Regions from separate parts of the Anser cygnoides genome. Here region 2 is linked to region 1. Evidence: chromatin contacts called from public Hi-C data. All regions are on one chromosome and are shown on one strand. The core of a region is the stretch at or near the end of the contact, and the rest is flanking DNA. Distances in the headings are between cores, read along the strand shown. Region 1 holds the start of LOC106041911 (albumin). Region 2 holds the start of AREG (amphiregulin).

Evidence for each region. Hi-C and Micro-C count contacts between places; a contact is called where the count stands out from the background.
Region 2: a Hi-C map of liver shows a contact between it and region 1, with 2.7 times the contacts expected there. The contact joins the promoter of AREG here to the promoter of LOC106041911 in region 1. A contact is called at or near these places in 2 of 7 Hi-C or Micro-C datasets (both in liver).

What each region holds. Positions count from the first base shown.
Region 1 is chr4:30,411,383-30,414,702 of Taihu_goose_T2T_genome, forward strand. It overlaps LOC106041911 (albumin), which reads left to right and starts at 1,800. Exons shown (of 15, transcript XM_013190599.3): 1 at 1,800-1,942. The coding sequence starts at 1,858.
Region 2 is chr4:30,681,769-30,685,088 of Taihu_goose_T2T_genome, forward strand. AREG (amphiregulin) reads left to right here and starts at 1,737. Exons shown (of 8, transcript XR_007167269.2): 1 at 1,737-1,911; 2 at 2,032-2,193. LOC136790796 (a long non-coding RNA gene) reads right to left here and starts at 1,703. Exons shown (of 2, transcript XR_010831396.1): 1 at 1,314-1,703; 2 at 1-776. EREG (epiregulin) reads left to right here. Exons shown (of 10, transcript XM_066996592.1): 10 at 1-74. The coding sequence ends at 42.

The sequences.
Region 1 (3,320 bases), core at 550-3,049:
ACAGGCAAGCCTTTTGTGATGTTAGTGGGAATTAGGTAGCGACAACCTGGGATCAGGAAGGATGAGGAAAGCATCCTGGGTAGTGAAAGCAGAAGGATGGAAAGTTGCAGAAGAGGTCTGGAAGGGCATGCTTTTCATGTTCTAAGATGTTGTTCAATCTTTGCCTGTCCCTCAAGATATCATTATCAGCTGATCATATGCCAGAAATTTAAAGTTCTTCCTGGGTGGCTATATAATAATTTTAACAACTTCGTTCAAGCTGATGAGAGTCTCCTCCAGAGGAAATTTATCCAGCTCTTGTTAATGAAAACTTGAATAATTACCTGCAATAGATGAGAATACTTCTTTACATTCTGTATTAAAGATAGCCTAACAAAGAGGCTGAGGGTCAGACTGAAATGTCAACGGTATAACCATTTATTTCTGGCTGCTCAAACTGTTCTGAGTGAATGATATAGAGGAGTTCAGCTCTCTTGTGTACTCTTCCCCAGCTCCCAATGCTTAAAAAAAAGTTGAAATCAGCTAGTGTACATTATACGATTTCCTGCTGTGGAACTGCATCACTTTGCACTCAGTAGGGATCAAGCCTTATGCTTGATATTTTTTGAAGCTTCTCACTGAATATTCTGGAAAAGTAGTTTAAGTTTTATACCATGCCCAAGCACTCCATGCAAATGTCACAATTCTTCCTGTGCCTGATCTCCTAAATTACTGACTAATTAACAGAAACCTTTCAAAGACAAGAGCGGTGCATAGCAAAGAGAATAGTCTTGGAAGGATGTCAGGGTAAATGAAAATTCATTGGAAAAATTATCAAGTGACAGCTCTTACAAATGTTTACAGATGTATTTGGCAATTTTGTGGATCCTGATGAGTAGCAGTACCCCCAGAAAACCAGAATAGGATCTACCAAATCAGGTGCTCAAACAGCCCTTTTGCTGTCTTAACAGCCCTCCTTTTGGATGTTACCCTAAGCCTATGTCCAGAAATCTGGGGTGAGGTGAAGACTTACACAGAGTAAAATTGCCATTTCCAACTTACTGACATAGATTTATTGTCCACATGAAATTGTTCCACCCTGGAGCTACATATATTGTGAGATTCATATTCCCTGGTTTCAAACTTTTACTCTCTGTTTCTTCAAGAATTCAGAAGACAATTAAAATCGGAGATGCTGTTTACTTGTATCTTTGCACTAATTGTTATATTTTATATATGGATTTTTTTATTCCAAATGAAAGGCTAGATTCACTTGTGTGCCTTGTGCCATTCCTAGGTGAGAAACACCAGTATTTCCTTCTTGAACGTTCAATTTGTTTCTGTCCCTGGAGGACTGAAAGCATGTAGCCTGTCCTAAGGAGATTGCCATCTCGTCTTTGTAAGGGGATTTAAAATTAAAACTCTGTAATTTTAAATGAGTATGTGAACTCAGTCCTATCTAGGTGAATTATTACTGTACAGTACCAACTTGCTGCACTTTTGAGCAAATAGTAGCAAAGAAGAAGCACGGCTATAGGATTAGACGATGACATTTTGATCTGATGCCTTGAACTCCTTGTTTGTAATTTGATAAGGAAATTTACGCAAAACTTTATCTGTTTGGATGCTGGAAGGTTCAACCTTTTCAGGACAAAAAGGTCCAGTGTAAAACATAACGAACAAATAATATCAAATTCATTTTTGGCAAGGACATTGCAAGTTTTGTAATCTTCTTCAGACCAAATGGAAATCTACAAATGCCAGCTCTATGGTTAATATTTTACTGAAACAGGTAGTGAAGAGGTATATAAGAAAATGTTTTCCCTTCAATCTTCCTAGCATTTCTGAATAATTTAGCCCACACCATAATCTGCAACCATGAAGTGGGTAACATTAATTTCATTTATTTTCCTCTTCAGTTCAGCGACGTCCAGGAATCTGCAAAGAGTTGCTCGAGATGCAGGTAAGAAAGGATTAATTAATTGCCCCTATAGTCTTTGTTATATTGACTTAATGACTGCAATGCAATTTCGTGAACAAATCTCTCAAGCCTGATCCAAGGCGGGGGGTGGGGGGGGGGGGGAGAGAAAAGAAAAGAAAAAAGTGATTGACTTGAAAAGAAAGTGAATTAAGAAATCTTGAGGAGATGGGTAGAATACTCCAGACAATTACTTAACTGAGCAAGTAGGTTTGGTGACATGTCTCTTTGTACCATGAGTGAATTACACGAATAGATGTTGATCGTTCAGAATCTGTTACTTTCCAGCATGGAGCAAGTGGATGTGCTAAGCTTTTTGAATGACAGTCTATAACTGAGCTCCTCACCAATGGTTTTCACACAACTAGGTCAAAAATCCAAAAATCTAAATCTCAGTCTGGGATGTAGGAAGGCATAGCTGAAGACTTAGTGTCGTTTTTCCCTTTATTATTAAGCTCCAGAACTTGGTCAAAGAAGTATTTCTGCAGGCAGTCCTAGACTTTTTTTTCCACTGATATTTTTGATTTTTGTTTGAAACATGAAAGTAGCCAAATTTAACAAGACTGACTTCTCAGTCAATCTGTGTGAAATTGCCAGTGAACAACAGCAATAAATTTGAATTACAATTTTCAGCATTGAAACCCTTCTTATCAAATCAGGTCTACTGATGATCCTTCATTTTTTGAAATATATTCCTTCAGTTCAGGTAAATGAATCCTTCCCTGTGTTTTTTAAATGCTTCTGGGATGGTATTTCTGGAACAAAATGACTGCCCTATCCTTGTTAATTCATTACTGTGGCCACCTGCCTCAGTATCTGTTTGGAAAATCTTGTGGGAGTCTTCTTATCACGAACAAGCTGTAACTACAACCTGGATTTATTACGATCAGGACCAAGTGAAGGGTCTCATCTGTTTTCCTGCTCATGATGAGCACAGATGGTATGCATTCAGTGAAAAAATCATACGTGTCTGCCCAGTTCATAATTTCGTCTTTGAAGAAAGAAAAATCTACTAATGCTTAGTCTAATCAAACTGCAGCTGCATTCCTTTATTTGTAGATTAGATATGATCATGTTGGTTATGTAAAGTGCATGTTCTAACCCTTAACAGGAAGTCACAGCAGTCATTTTGAAGATAGGAGTTATGAATATGATTACAGAGGTGAATATTATATTAAAATCAAAAAAATTACTTGAGTGCCTTCAGAAAGATAGGCATGCATAAGAGTTAAGTATTTGCAGACAGGTGGTCATCTAAGACAACAAAGAATTCTAGATGGCCTGAAGAAACCTTTAGATTGACATACCTGGAAAAGCTGTGCAGATTACACAGGATGGTGTACCCAAAGATGGCAAGCGCTCA
Region 2 (3,320 bases), core at 487-2,986, 270 kb after region 1:
GTAGCATGCCGAGCCAAATTCCTTGCTGCTGCCAGCTGGTGAAGCGGAGCCATTGGTTGGAGATTTCAGGAGCGAGGTCAGTGAGTCAGGAGCTGGATGTGCCATGTTTGGTCTCTAAACAGTGCAGGTAACACAGTCAATTGCTCTCAGGTCATTCAACCTTTCCCCCGGTTAGCTTCTATTTTCACTTGCTTAGCAATTTGCCAAGCACAGCATGAGGTTGAAGTTTTCAGTGCTTCTTGGACTGAGCTTGAAAGAATTACCTCAAAGCGTTCCCAGTAAGTTTCTCTCTAACAAAGGCAGGGAGAAATTTACTTCATTTTAATGGCAGCAAAAAAGAAAACTCCGCAGGGAAGCTGTAGTCCCCCACCTGCGGATCCAGCTTTGAGCACGTCAGGCGAGGGACAGGAAAGGTTTCAACTTAGGCAGCTCTATTTGGCCATTCTCAGAAAACAAACCCCACTTGTAGGCAGAACAGACCCCATCCCCAAAAGCCAGCATCTCTGCCTTTGGAGAAGCTGTGCTCACACTTGGCCTGTGCCCTGGACCTTATAGGGGTTATGGATGGGTAGCTCGGGTCTGAGGTGGAGGGGAGGGAACTGTGTTGAGCCCCAGGCTGCCCCCAAACGCAGACTGAGCGACTGATTCGGCAGCTTCTTTTTCGGAGCTGTCAGGCATCACTTCCCAAGATTAACCCACTGCAGGGCACTTGGCGCGGAGCTGGCGTGAGCCTGAGAGCCGAACACAGCCCTGGGAGCTGCATGTCCTCCTTTGGCCTGCAGAGAAGAGGGGAGAAGGTTTAATAACCGAGCAACTTGGATCCCAGCCAGGTTAAACAAAGGCTCTGTCACCTCCCTGAGCTGCAAATGGGATTCCAGAGCATCCCAATTAGAAGAGCAGAGCTTTGTCTGGCTCTCACAGCCATCCCACCCTCTTCTGCTTCCTCCTTACAGCTGAGTACTGGGGGTGCTCTTGCGACACCCCGTGATGAGGAACCTGATGCAGAGAGCTCCCATCACGCAGCTGCTCGGGACCATACGTACCCCTCCAATGCTCCACGCTGAGCCTTCGTGGGGCCATGCTGCGGTGCTGACTGGCACCAAGAGGTACCCATCTGCTGTCCTCGCACCCCTGTAGGGCTTTTCTGCATTCCCACCCTACACCAGCACGCTACAACCTGTACCCCTGGGGTTTGTCCCCTAAAAGCAAGTCTTTGTGGGACTCAGGAGAGTAAGGCGCCCTTCGCCAAGGGTGAGCGCCCACCCTGGCTGGCTGCCCCCCTCCTTGCCTCTACTTCGTCAGTCATTACTCACGTCCTGCTCCCCGAGCAAACACCCACGGCCCCACACGCAGGGCGATCACCGCCTTTATTGCCCCAAAAACACTCCTGCCCTGTATGCCAACCCGCTTCCTCCGAGGAGCGGGGGGCAGAGCAAAGAGCGGAGGCGTGCCCCGCCATAAACCCGGCTGGCTGTGTGTGTACGGGGCTCGCCATGGCAACCCCGCTCCGCCTCACGGCGCCGGGGGGGACGCGGAGCCTGGGCAGCCGCCGACCCCCGGGGGCTCCCCTCAGGGCGACCGTTGGGCGGGGGGGGGAGGGGGGAAGCGCGACCGTTAGGGGGGAGCGACCGTTAACGGCGGGCGCGAGCCCCCCGCGCGCGGCCGGCAAGGTGCGCGTGCGCCGCCCCCCCCCCACTCCCTCCCTCCCCTCACCTGCAGCCCCGCCCGGTGACGTCAGCAGCGGCCGCCTATAAAACGAGCGGCGCCGACGGGCGGCTCCTCATGGAGCGCTGCGCGTCGCCGCCTGTCGCGACACCCCTCCGTTGCTGTCGCCTCCTGTGACACTACCGCCGCTACCGGGATTACCAATGCGCGCCGTGGCGTTGCTCGTCGCGCTGGCCGTGCTCGCAGGTGCGGCGGAGGGTGGTGAGGGTGCCTCGCGAGCGGCGGTTGGGGCCGTTATGGGGCTGTTGGGGGTGGGGTGGGGTGAAGAGGTGCGTGCTCCCCTCACGGCGCCGTCTCTCCTCACAGCCCGCCTCGCCGCCGCCTCGTCGCCCAACGGCACCCAGCCCGGCCCGCGGGAGGCTGAGGCCCGCCAGGGGGAGGCTGTGTCCGGCCCCGACTACGAGGAGGAGGAGGACGATGAGGAGGCGCTGCCTGTCCACCAGTACATCGTGGATGACTTGATCCGAGGTGAGGCGGCGGTCCCCGGGGGTATGCCTCGCCTTCTTGGTGTTTCCCCTTCTTGTCTTGTCGTGTATGGAGTGCTCCTCTTGGGAGCAGTTGAGTTAGAAATAGGATGTCAGGTTTGGGAGCTTAGTGGGAGTGAAGTTAGGGGGTGTGAGAGCTGCAGGTTAGCCCAGCACCTGCTGTGCTGCCTTCCTCATCTTTCTCATGGGAAAGCTGTGATGGAGTGACTACCTTGCTGCTGTGGAAGCATCAGCAGGGCTGCTGGGTGCTGTCCCTCTCAAGAGAGGGGTTGAGATGAGGCTGGTTGTCCTGCTTGAAGGCTTTTCTGGGTGTCTTATGCTTATTTGACTTGGAGTTGACTAAAGCTTTGCAGGAGAAACCAATGCAAACCCCATAAGTGGCTGTGGAAATGCTTGTTAGGTGTCCTTTAGCCAACACTTAAACAGTCCTGGAAGCAATGAGGACATTTGAGCAGCCCACCTGACCAGGGACAGGAGGACCTTCTTGGTTCTCATTTAAGTACAATTGTGAGACAAGTTGTGAAGGCTGGGGCTAAAGGAATTCCTATGAGTGGTTAGCAGTTCAGTACAGGATAGTAATTGGTGCTGTTGCCTTCTAGGATGGAATCCAACTGCTGTTTTTCCTGAGGGAACACCCTGAGGCTTGAATGAGACTAAGGGGAGCATGTTCCAGATATTACTTATGGGAATGTGTGGACCCTTGTTCAAGCTTTCTGTGACTGCAAGACCTTCAGGGGGAACAGGAATGTCAGAGTTACTGAGCAGTTTAGCCAGTAAAACTACTGGCTCGGTGACTTCTGTGTTGTCTAACTGCACAGAAACCAGATTTGTTACCAAAGGTGGTTGGTTTGTAGACAAGCTCTGCTACTTGGCATGAGGTTTATCTGTGGAGGGAGCCTTCAAGCTGTTATGATTCAACTGTGGATGGTTTTCTTGGCTATGCAGCTTGCAGACGGGGACATAGATCAAACCAACAGCCTCTTCCTTGAAGGAAGAATGGAAACAGCCTCAATTACGAAAGTGTGAACCTAAATATCAAGTCCAACTGGACAGGACGGAGGCCTCAGCTGTCAGTTTTAAGTTCATGCTGCTAGGGATAGGAAACCTTGC